2 separate regions of the Mus musculus genome follow, and region 2 is linked to region 1. A link is a contact called in public promoter capture Hi-C data. All regions are on one chromosome and are shown on one strand. The core of a region is the stretch at or near the end of the contact, and the rest is flanking DNA. Distances in the headings are between cores, read along the strand shown.

Region 1 (4,436 bases), core at 1,202-3,701:
CTACAACTAATATCTTTGACCTTGGGAGCATACCTACAGCGTAAGACTTCTTTTGTTTTTCTCTCGGTGCTGGGATCAAACTGTGGACACCGTAGAAGCTAGACAGATGATTGATTGATAAGCTACACCACCAGCTGTGTCTTTTTGAGACAGACGCTCACTGTGTGTCCTAGACTAGCCTTGAACTCATTATCCTCCTGCCTCAGCCTTCTGAGTGCTGAGAGTACAGACACGCACCACTATGTCTGGCTGGGACATGGGTTTTGACTGACATTTTAGGACAGAAGCACAGATTCCCACTCAGGCTGTTGAGTTCAGAATGCAAATGACACGGAATAGAATGGAAATGAGCTCATTTGCATATGGCAGAATTCCACTCCTCCTCTGGGGACCCTCTCCCCAGCCATGCCACAGGAAGCCCCACTCCCTCAGCACAGAGAACTCAGGTGAGGTTTTTCTCTGGCTTCTGTCATTCTGCAGATCCATGTACTTCTCCAAAGCCTGTACTATCTAGGCTGAGCGTGGAGATCAGAGTGTGGTAGCAACACTCACTTGTACTAGGGTGCTGGGGTTGCCAGTGCAAAGACTCTTAAGTAGGAGACTCAGAAAACAAAATCATTCTTTTACTGTCCCAAAGCCTGGACGGCTACCTACCACCGTGTAGACGAGTGAATTTCTCTTGGGCACTCTCTTTCTCTCTGTTGTATACATGACATCCCTGTGTCTTCCTGAAATCTATCTATGTCTGCTTGTGTCTTTCCCCCCCGCCCCCTAGGGTTTCTCTTTGTAACCCTGGCTGTCCTAGAACTCACTCTGTAGACCAGGCTGGCCTTGAACTCAGAAATTTGTCTGCTTGTGTCTTAATCTTGTCTCAAAAAGGAATGTAAGAGCCCACCTGTAGGGATAATCTCTTGTGCTCTGTGTAAAAGCATCATCTGTCAATAAAAATCTGATGGCCAATAAGCTGAGGTGGGATTTAGAAGGTGGGACATCCGGCAGAGAGAGAGGAACTCTGGGAAATGGTCAAGCAGGAGGATTTGCCACATACAATGTAGAAGAGGTCAAATATATGAAACTGAGGAGAGGTAACCAGCCATGTAGAAGACATAGAATAATAGAAATGGGTTAATTGAGTTATGAGCTAGTTGGAAACCAAGCCAATGTGTAAGGCCTAGGAATTAATTTATAAATAAATAAGCCTCCATGTGATTATTCAGGAACCTGGGGACATAGAAAAGCCCAGGACACCCACCCACCCACATGACAACATGACACCACTGTATCTTAATCACCTCTTGATGAGCTCAGCCCATGCCTTTCACGGAAAGAGTTCCTAGCACTTCTCATGCGCTTACTATGGATGGAGTGCTATCTCAAACGACCCATCCTTGCTTCCATTTCCTTCTTTCAACAGTCCTCTGAATAATTTTCATCACCCTCATATTACAGAGGAGAAAAGACTGGGAGAGGTGAAGGCCATTGGGTGAGGTCACCCAATCTAATCATCAGCTGACCTTCTGACCTTCCTATCCCCTGCTTCATTCCGGTTTGTTCTGAGATTGGGTCTCGTGTAGCCCCAGCCAAGGCTGACCTTAAACTCAGTGTCCATCCTCCCCGAGTGCTGGAATTAAAGTCATGCCCCACCGTGCCCTGCTTTCTGTCTTCTTCTAATGGACATGTGGTAATTGTACACAGTTCTGGGTTGCAGCGGGATGGGGTGCAGCAGGATGGGGTGCAGCGGGATGGGGTGCAGTAGGATGAGGTGCAGCAGGATAGTTCCTGTGATGTGTAATGAACGTTTGTAATTAACCTCTCTGCCTTCTGAAGCACCTATCATTCCTTTCTTGGAACCTTCAAACTCCTAACTTCAAAATCGTTCTAAAATAGATAATCGGTTGTTTCCACTCAAGGCAATGTTTCTCAACCTGTGAGTCGTGACCTCTTTGGGAATTAAATGACCCTTCCACGGGGGTCACATATCAGATATCCTGCATATCGGATATTTATATTACAATTAATAACAGTAGCAAGATTACAGTTATGAAATAGCAATGAAAATGATTTTATGGTCGGGGGTCACCACAACATGAGGAACTGTATTAAAGGGTCTCAGCATTAGGAAGGTTGAACCATTGCTGTAAAGTACAGAGCCTCAGCTTCCTCGGCCTCTTCCCTGGAAGGTGGGCTTTGGAGGGTGGGGATTGATCATGCCACAGTGATGCCTGGCACAGAGAAAACAATGCACAAGAGACTCATGGCCAGAGAGGGGTTCTCCTTCAAAGACTGCAATCCCCAAAAGGCTTCCCCGACCTCCTTCAATGCTCAGCTCCCTGCTGGGGTCTCAGGACTCCTAGTAGCCAGCCCTAGCTTGCAGGCCCAAGGCCTGCCAAGCACAGGCACCTCAAAGCCACTGAGACAGCACAACCCTTTGGTAAAAATCAATGCCATTGCCAGTGAGCAGCTGGGCCGAGCTTCCCTGGGCTCGACCGTATCCCAGCAACAACACGCACATCCCCTTGTCTGCAAGCTCCTGAGAAGATCCTGCTCCCAGACACCAGGGCCCAGCTCGGCCCAGCTCAGAAACCACTGAGCCTGCAGCCTCTGCTCAGGCTGGAATAGGCTGGGTAGATTTCAAACTCCTGCAGACTCACCTCTGGGCCAGAAATAGACCCCTGCTAGAGGAATCTAAGAAAGATGTCCTGGTCAGAGTTGTCAAAGAACCATCATGAATTCCTTATCCTCTTAGCCTCTGTCACTCACTCCCACCCGTCATAGTGCTGGTGCTCTTCTGGGGCAGTGTGTGTGTGTGTGTGTGTGGGGGGGGGGGGGAAACAGTTATCCTCTGGCCAGAACAGGCTGCAAGGGAGACACCCCCTACCAGGACAGTGAGAACAGTTGGAATTTGACAAAGCTCTGGAAACAGGTGCACATGCTGGATGCTTTACAGAGAAGCTTCCAGAAAGCACCATCCTCCCTAACCCACAGACTCTTCCAAAGAGGAGACTAAGGCCCCTTGCTGCTGAGGGAACACAGCCTCTCCATGTCTAGTCTGTCTCAGCTGCCCCAGGACATCAGTCCATGTGTTTGCATGCCCAATTCCAATGCCACAGAGCCTGACTGGCCTTGAATCTTCCACTTGAGCTTGGCTGAGGTAGGACTACCAGCCAGAGCCCCTGGGGTAGAGGAGACAAGAAGATAGAAACTGCAGGCTGGGTGCCAGCCCCAGGCTCGCCAGCCTGCTCATCTGTATGTCTGTGTTCCTAGTTACCACCGTTGATGGGTCTGTCTGTTGAGGCTTATGCTATCTCCTTCTCTACTGTTAACTTACTGAAAGTTCCTGTGGTTCCTTCCCTGTTTTCTCTCAGCTTTCCTTGTAGAACCTACCAGCCCATTTCATCTGCCTTATGTATTTTCCATTTTCTTGTGTGCACCACTGTTTCCTTTCTAAGAGCCTCTTTTCCTGGTTGGCCTTGTCTCTAGTCAGCAATGTTGTGAAGGCAAGAGACCACCAGGTCTTGGATTTGGGCAGACTTCCCATGCTGATAACTTGTCAGTCTTTTAAAATGTTGGATCCTTAGTTTCTCTATATAGATACTTGGGACAGACATATGTACCTGTGGGAATGACCCATGTCATATCGTATCTTCTCAGGGTTATCATTTTAAATGTCCTCTGACCCAGGACATGGTCTACCGCAGGTGCATGGGCCATTGGTACCAAATGTTAGCATTGGTATCAAGAGTCTGGGATGCTCGTGTGTCTGCACTTATGAGATCAGTAGCTTTCTTCCCCATAAGAAGGGGAGCCAGTACCCAGGGGTAGAGTGGGTGAGCTCACTTGCAATCCTGGATCTGTCTGTCTCTCTGCCCCTTCTCCTTCTTGCCCATCTAACCTTGGAAGAAGTGAACATACACATCAGCCCATCACCACCACCACCACCACTGCTGTAGGGCTAGGTGTGTGGCTTACAGGAGACTAATCAAGATTTTTAGCGTTCTTCCCCAGTGCTTTTTTGAAGGCTTAGATGGCACCTCTTCCTGAAGAAGACGCTGCGAAACATCCTCTGGCCTGGGATAGGTCTCAAGGGCTGATTGAGGAGAGACTTCACAAACTGATCCAGGGTACAGCTACAGCTCAGTTCCCAACAGGCTAACAGCTGAAAGGAATTCCTCTCCATAGGGGGCTCCCAGCATCTCTCACCCAACTATTTAGGTAAGACTGAAGTTTGGACCTTTGAATTGTTGTTGGATTGAGTTTCAGGGAACTTTAAGATGGAATGAACATTGTTTGCATTAAAGAGAGATGTGAATCATGGGTCTTGAAGGGTTTTTTCCCCAAGTGTTGACTGAATGTCCAATGTGACTAAAGGGTAGGGTCTTTAAGAAGCAGATAAGCCATAGAGTTCCTTCCTTATGAGCAAAAGCTCAAGAAATCAG
Region 2 (4,436 bases), core at 1,391-3,890, 150 kb before region 1:
ATACTTACTTAAGCTTTGCCCTCTGTGGATTAAGATGTAGAACTTTCAGCTCCTCTAGCACCATGTCTGACTGGACACTGCCGTGCTTCTTGCCATGATGATAATAAACTAAACCTCTGAAACTGTAAGCCAGCCTCAGTTAAATGCTGTGGTCTTGGTGTTTTTTCATATCAATGAAACCCTAACTAAGACATACTGGGAAATCCCAAAGGTCTCGCACTAGGCAAGCCTGAGGCATGTTAGGATTTCTGGAGGGGGAGAGCGATCAGCTATTCACTATTCCTCATGTCCCTCTCCGTCCCTGACCTGCCCATGGAAGGATTAGGTAGCATCCTTTCTCCTCTCCCCCAAGCTGAGGACAAGAACAGAGCATCCCTGCCAGATGGATATACCCTCTTGATTGACAGTCTAGGAGACACATAGACCCCTCCCTGGCCCCAGTGCCTTCCGGGTTGATGGGGGATGGGTGGCAGTGTGGGCAGCAGTCAGGTTCCTTGGGTCTGTCCTGAGGAGCCCCACATAGAGACCACGGGCAGCTTGCCATTCTCCTGGCCCCTTCCTACATCCTGCTCAGCCAAGACACTAAGACTGTAAGCCGGTAGCATCCCACCCTCTCTCCCAGAAAGTGCCAGGCACTGACAGTCTCTTTCCAAACTATGTCTTGGTGCAAGCTCCATGTGGGACCAAGCAAGGTCCTTCTTTCTGTCTGTTTGGCCTCTCCCCTATCTTCCAGAGGCAGCAGACATTTGAGCCTGGCTTTGTGCATCCTCCCCAGGGCCTGCCTCCTCCCACAGGTGAGTTTCAAGTGCAGACAGGCTGCTAGCTCTTGAGGCCCCTGAGGTACATCTCAAGACCTTCCCCAGAGTCATTCAGTCCCCTAGGTTCTGAATCCACCCCATTTGTCTTCCTGTGCATATTTGGTACCTAGGCCCCCAAGGGTGGTGGCTTTTCCACACCATTGTGGGTCCCACCAGCCCTTCTTTAATGCTGCCTCCTACCTGAGAAAGACCAGGGCAGTGGTGGAGGAGGTGAATAGGGGCTCTACTACTCCCGCAGACCCTGGAGGCGCAGCTGTGATGCTGGCGGCACTGAGCCTGCTGTCAGCTCACAGTCTTGACCAAGCTTAATTTGATACTCCTGTTTAGAGAGGGAAGGAAATCAGAAATTGGAGCCAGAGCTGAGTCCAGCGAATCTGATCAGTCCGGCAGCCTGGGAGGGCTTTTCCTAACAAACAGGGAGGGAGTGGGAGGTCCAGGGGGGCATTCGTGCTGCAAATTCAGATCCTAGCCCTGCCCTGAGAGTCAGGGGCAAGGGGTGGAGAGAGCAGTCACCTCTCTAGCTGAAGATTACCAAGCCCACTTCTCCAGCCCAAGGCTGCAGAGGACAGGCGCAGTTAGGCAAGGTCTCCCCAAATCACGATCATTCATTTCCTTTTTCTGCTTAAAAGCAGATGTGGCCGTGCCAGGGAGCAGCAGGCCAGGTCAGTGGGAGATGATGCCGGTGAGTAAAGAGGTCTGGGCATGGGATGGGAGTGGGGGAGGGGGCACAAGGCAGGGTGCCTGCTCTGACCTTCACTAAAACACAAGAGACCTTACAGGACTCAGCAGCAGTCCCTGTCCTCCACACATGCTGTCCCCTAAATCCACCCTGGAGCAGGGAGCATCCACCCCAGAGCCCAAGACTTAGCCGCCACTTGCTGTGCAGGAACCCTGTTCCTTCCAGGATGGACCTTATGTTTAGGGCAGTTCCTATCTACCTGCTTCTGGTTCTAAGACAAGCCACCATAGCATCCCCAAACCTCCACTTCTGTCTTATCTCTCTTTGCTCACTTTCCACGTATTGCTGTGACTTCTGCTACAGACCCTGTGCAGTATCACAGTCTTCCGGTCACAGTCATGTGACCACTACACATCACCCCACACTCACGCCCACATGCAATTGCTACGCTGATTGCAGTTTCATACACCCACTCACAGAGAATCAGCCATACCTCCACAGCCACAAACATGACACGGCCGTCCTCACACATATACACATCCAAACATTCATTGACTATACATACTATCACACATGGACATACACAATAACACACTCATTCTAGCCCACACATGTACATACACACTTGCGCGTGCATACACACACACACACACATGTGCGCGCGCACGCTCCCACTCATGCTCCCTAAGGTGAGTTCCTGGAGAACTTAAGCAACCTCTGACCCTTCTCCAGGTTTCCAGGCAACTACATGGAATTTGGTGAGAAATGAAGAAACTGAGCCGCCAAGATCTGTTGGTTCGATGGAAAACTACGGTTATCCAAACGCTGCGCCTGAGCAGAGGCTGGAGAGGGCGGAACGAGGCTGTGGGAATGGAAGCATCTGTGGGCGTTCCTCTCTCTTGAAAGAGCAGCCAGTTGCGCACATCGGAAAGAAATGTGTGTCTCTTCCCTGATCAGCCTTTGCAGAAGAGGTGGCCATGAGGCTTAGCAAGATAGGGTGGGCTCTGTGGCTCACTGTGGCCGTACAGTGGGTGTCTGTTGTCACTGAGAGTGGTTGCCATGGCTCCTGACACACTGATAGTCACACAGGGGCCACCCGTCTTTGGCTCCAGGCCCCAAGTCAAATGCAGCTCTCACTCAGGCCTCCCAGACCACTGGAGTCCCTGCGGAGCCAGCTGCTGGGACTCTGTCTGCAGAAGCAAGAGAGTGAGTATACTTCTAAAAGTCTCTCACTGAGCCAGACGCACTGTTTACATCCTAAGCCTACCCTCTGCATTTCCAGGAAGAAATACACTCTCTTCTCTGCCTTAAGACAGGCACTCCTCTTGGCTTATCTTTTGTTTTTTTGTTCCTGGAAAATATTTTGCTCCCATAGGAAAAGCCAAGTGGGAGCGTGGCCTCTGGGCAAGGGGATATGAGTGTGTATGTGCTCTGGGGCAGGCTGCCTCCAGCCAACCGGGATAGCAGTGACTGACAGGAAGCCATCCCTGATGCTGGGCCTTCTTAATGTGCAAGGAGGTTGAGAGCCTGGTTTTGTGCTAGTCTCTCTCTCTCTCTCTCTCTCTTTCTCTCCCTCCTCCCCCCTCCCGGTCCAAGTTTCATGTAGTGCTGGCTGGCCTTGAATTCCTGTGTAATCAAAATTGGAACTTGTCTCTAGCTCTCAACTGGGATTACAGGTTTGAGTCACCATACCCACCAAATACCTATGAATTTTTAAAAATGTATTTTGCCGAGGTGTGTGCACCTGCATGCTTGCACATGTGTTTCTGTATGTTTATGTATGCCCCTGTGTGTATACAGGTGTGCTTGCCCATGGCAGGTGTCTTCCTTTATTGCTCCTCCTCACCCTAGTTTCTGAGGCAGGGTCTCTCACTGAACACAGAGCTCCCTATTTAGCCAGGTTGGTTTCCAAGAAGCCCCCAGGATTCTCCTGTCTCAGTCACTCACCCCCAATCCCAGGATGGGGTTACAGGCAGGAGTCACTGCACCTAGACTTTATGCGGATCTAGAGATATGAACTCATATCCTCAGAGGCAGACACCTTACCCACCAAGCCAGCGCCCTGGCCCTCTGTCTCTAATTTTAAACACTGGCCTGAAATTTAAATGGGACAGGGACACCAGTAGGCCAGTGTGGATCAGACCGTATTCTCTCAGATATTGTAGGACCGCAGAGTGAGTCAGCCACAAAATTAAGAATCCCTGAAAGGAAGCTGTCTTCATACATTGACTAATAAAATGCCAATGTCTGTGAAGAGTTTGGACCATTGCTGATCTGGTAGTGCAGTTGTAATTTCTCGCTGGCTATCTTTAGCCCTTTAAAAAGACATTCCTTGCCCACCTTTGTGTCAAACCTAACATCCTGATAGACAGATAAAAACCCTTGGAACACATTAACTTCACAAAACACCATTTGCTAACAGAAGCGCTAAAGATGCTATAGTAGAGATTCCTCACCCCCCCCCAGTACTGTCCACCACCAGTGTATTTTAAAATGCCTTGATTTATAACTTTTATTGTTCTGTTGCTACAAAAACTGCTCCCATGTTGGACCATGGAAAGTGGGGTGACCTAGCTCCATGTTCCTGGGCCATGATGACTCGAATTTGTCTCAAGAATGTTTTATCAGACCCCAGGATAGAGACTGGTACCCTATTGGGGAGTGGCTCAGATAGAGGCAAGATGAGGGCTAAGGTGCTCTCTTTCTAACCTTCCCCAGGTCAGCCTGGCTGAGGAAAAAGGAATCTGTAATGTAGGCCCCAAAAGAATAAAAGCTCTGGGCAACCCTAGGTGGTGAGGACGGTGAGACTGACCATAGAAGGCAGAAGGGAAGGCCAAAGAATGGCCACGTTCTGGCAAGGAGGCTTTCAGAATGTGGAGAGAGACTGATGGGGAGAGACCAGAGATTCTAAGCAGGCTGCAGATGTGAGGGGATGTGGT

Evidence for each region. Promoter capture Hi-C pulls out the DNA fragments that hold promoters and counts their contacts.
Region 2: a promoter capture Hi-C map of hippocampal neurons shows a contact between it and region 1, with 2.5 times the contacts expected there. The contact joins two enhancer-like sites. A contact is called at or near these places in 11 of 39 promoter capture datasets (the 3T3-L1 cell line, 3T3-L1-derived adipocytes, cranial neural crest and 7 more) and 1 of 115 datasets of contacts at active chromatin or transcription factors (fibro-adipogenic progenitors).

What each region holds. Positions count from the first base shown.
Region 1 is chr11:50,569,671-50,574,106 of GRCm38.p6, reverse strand. No RefSeq gene overlaps it. Among named protein-coding and RNA genes, the nearest start is that of Gm46259, 24 kb to the right of the region's middle. Within about 2 kb of position 2,451, at least 20 of the 459 cell types and tissues checked have an H3K27ac peak or open chromatin away from gene starts, as enhancers often do. A contact at or near this core is called in hippocampal neurons, where this site is marked.
Region 2 is chr11:50,715,770-50,720,205 of GRCm38.p6, reverse strand. All of the region lies in intron 3 of Adamts2 (a disintegrin-like and metallopeptidase (reprolysin type) with thrombospondin type 1 motif, 2), which reads right to left. Among named protein-coding and RNA genes, the nearest start is that of Gm39819, 20 kb to the right of the region's middle. Within about 2 kb of position 2,640, at least 30 of the 459 cell types and tissues checked have an H3K27ac peak or open chromatin away from gene starts, as enhancers often do. A contact at or near this core is called in hippocampal neurons, where this site is marked.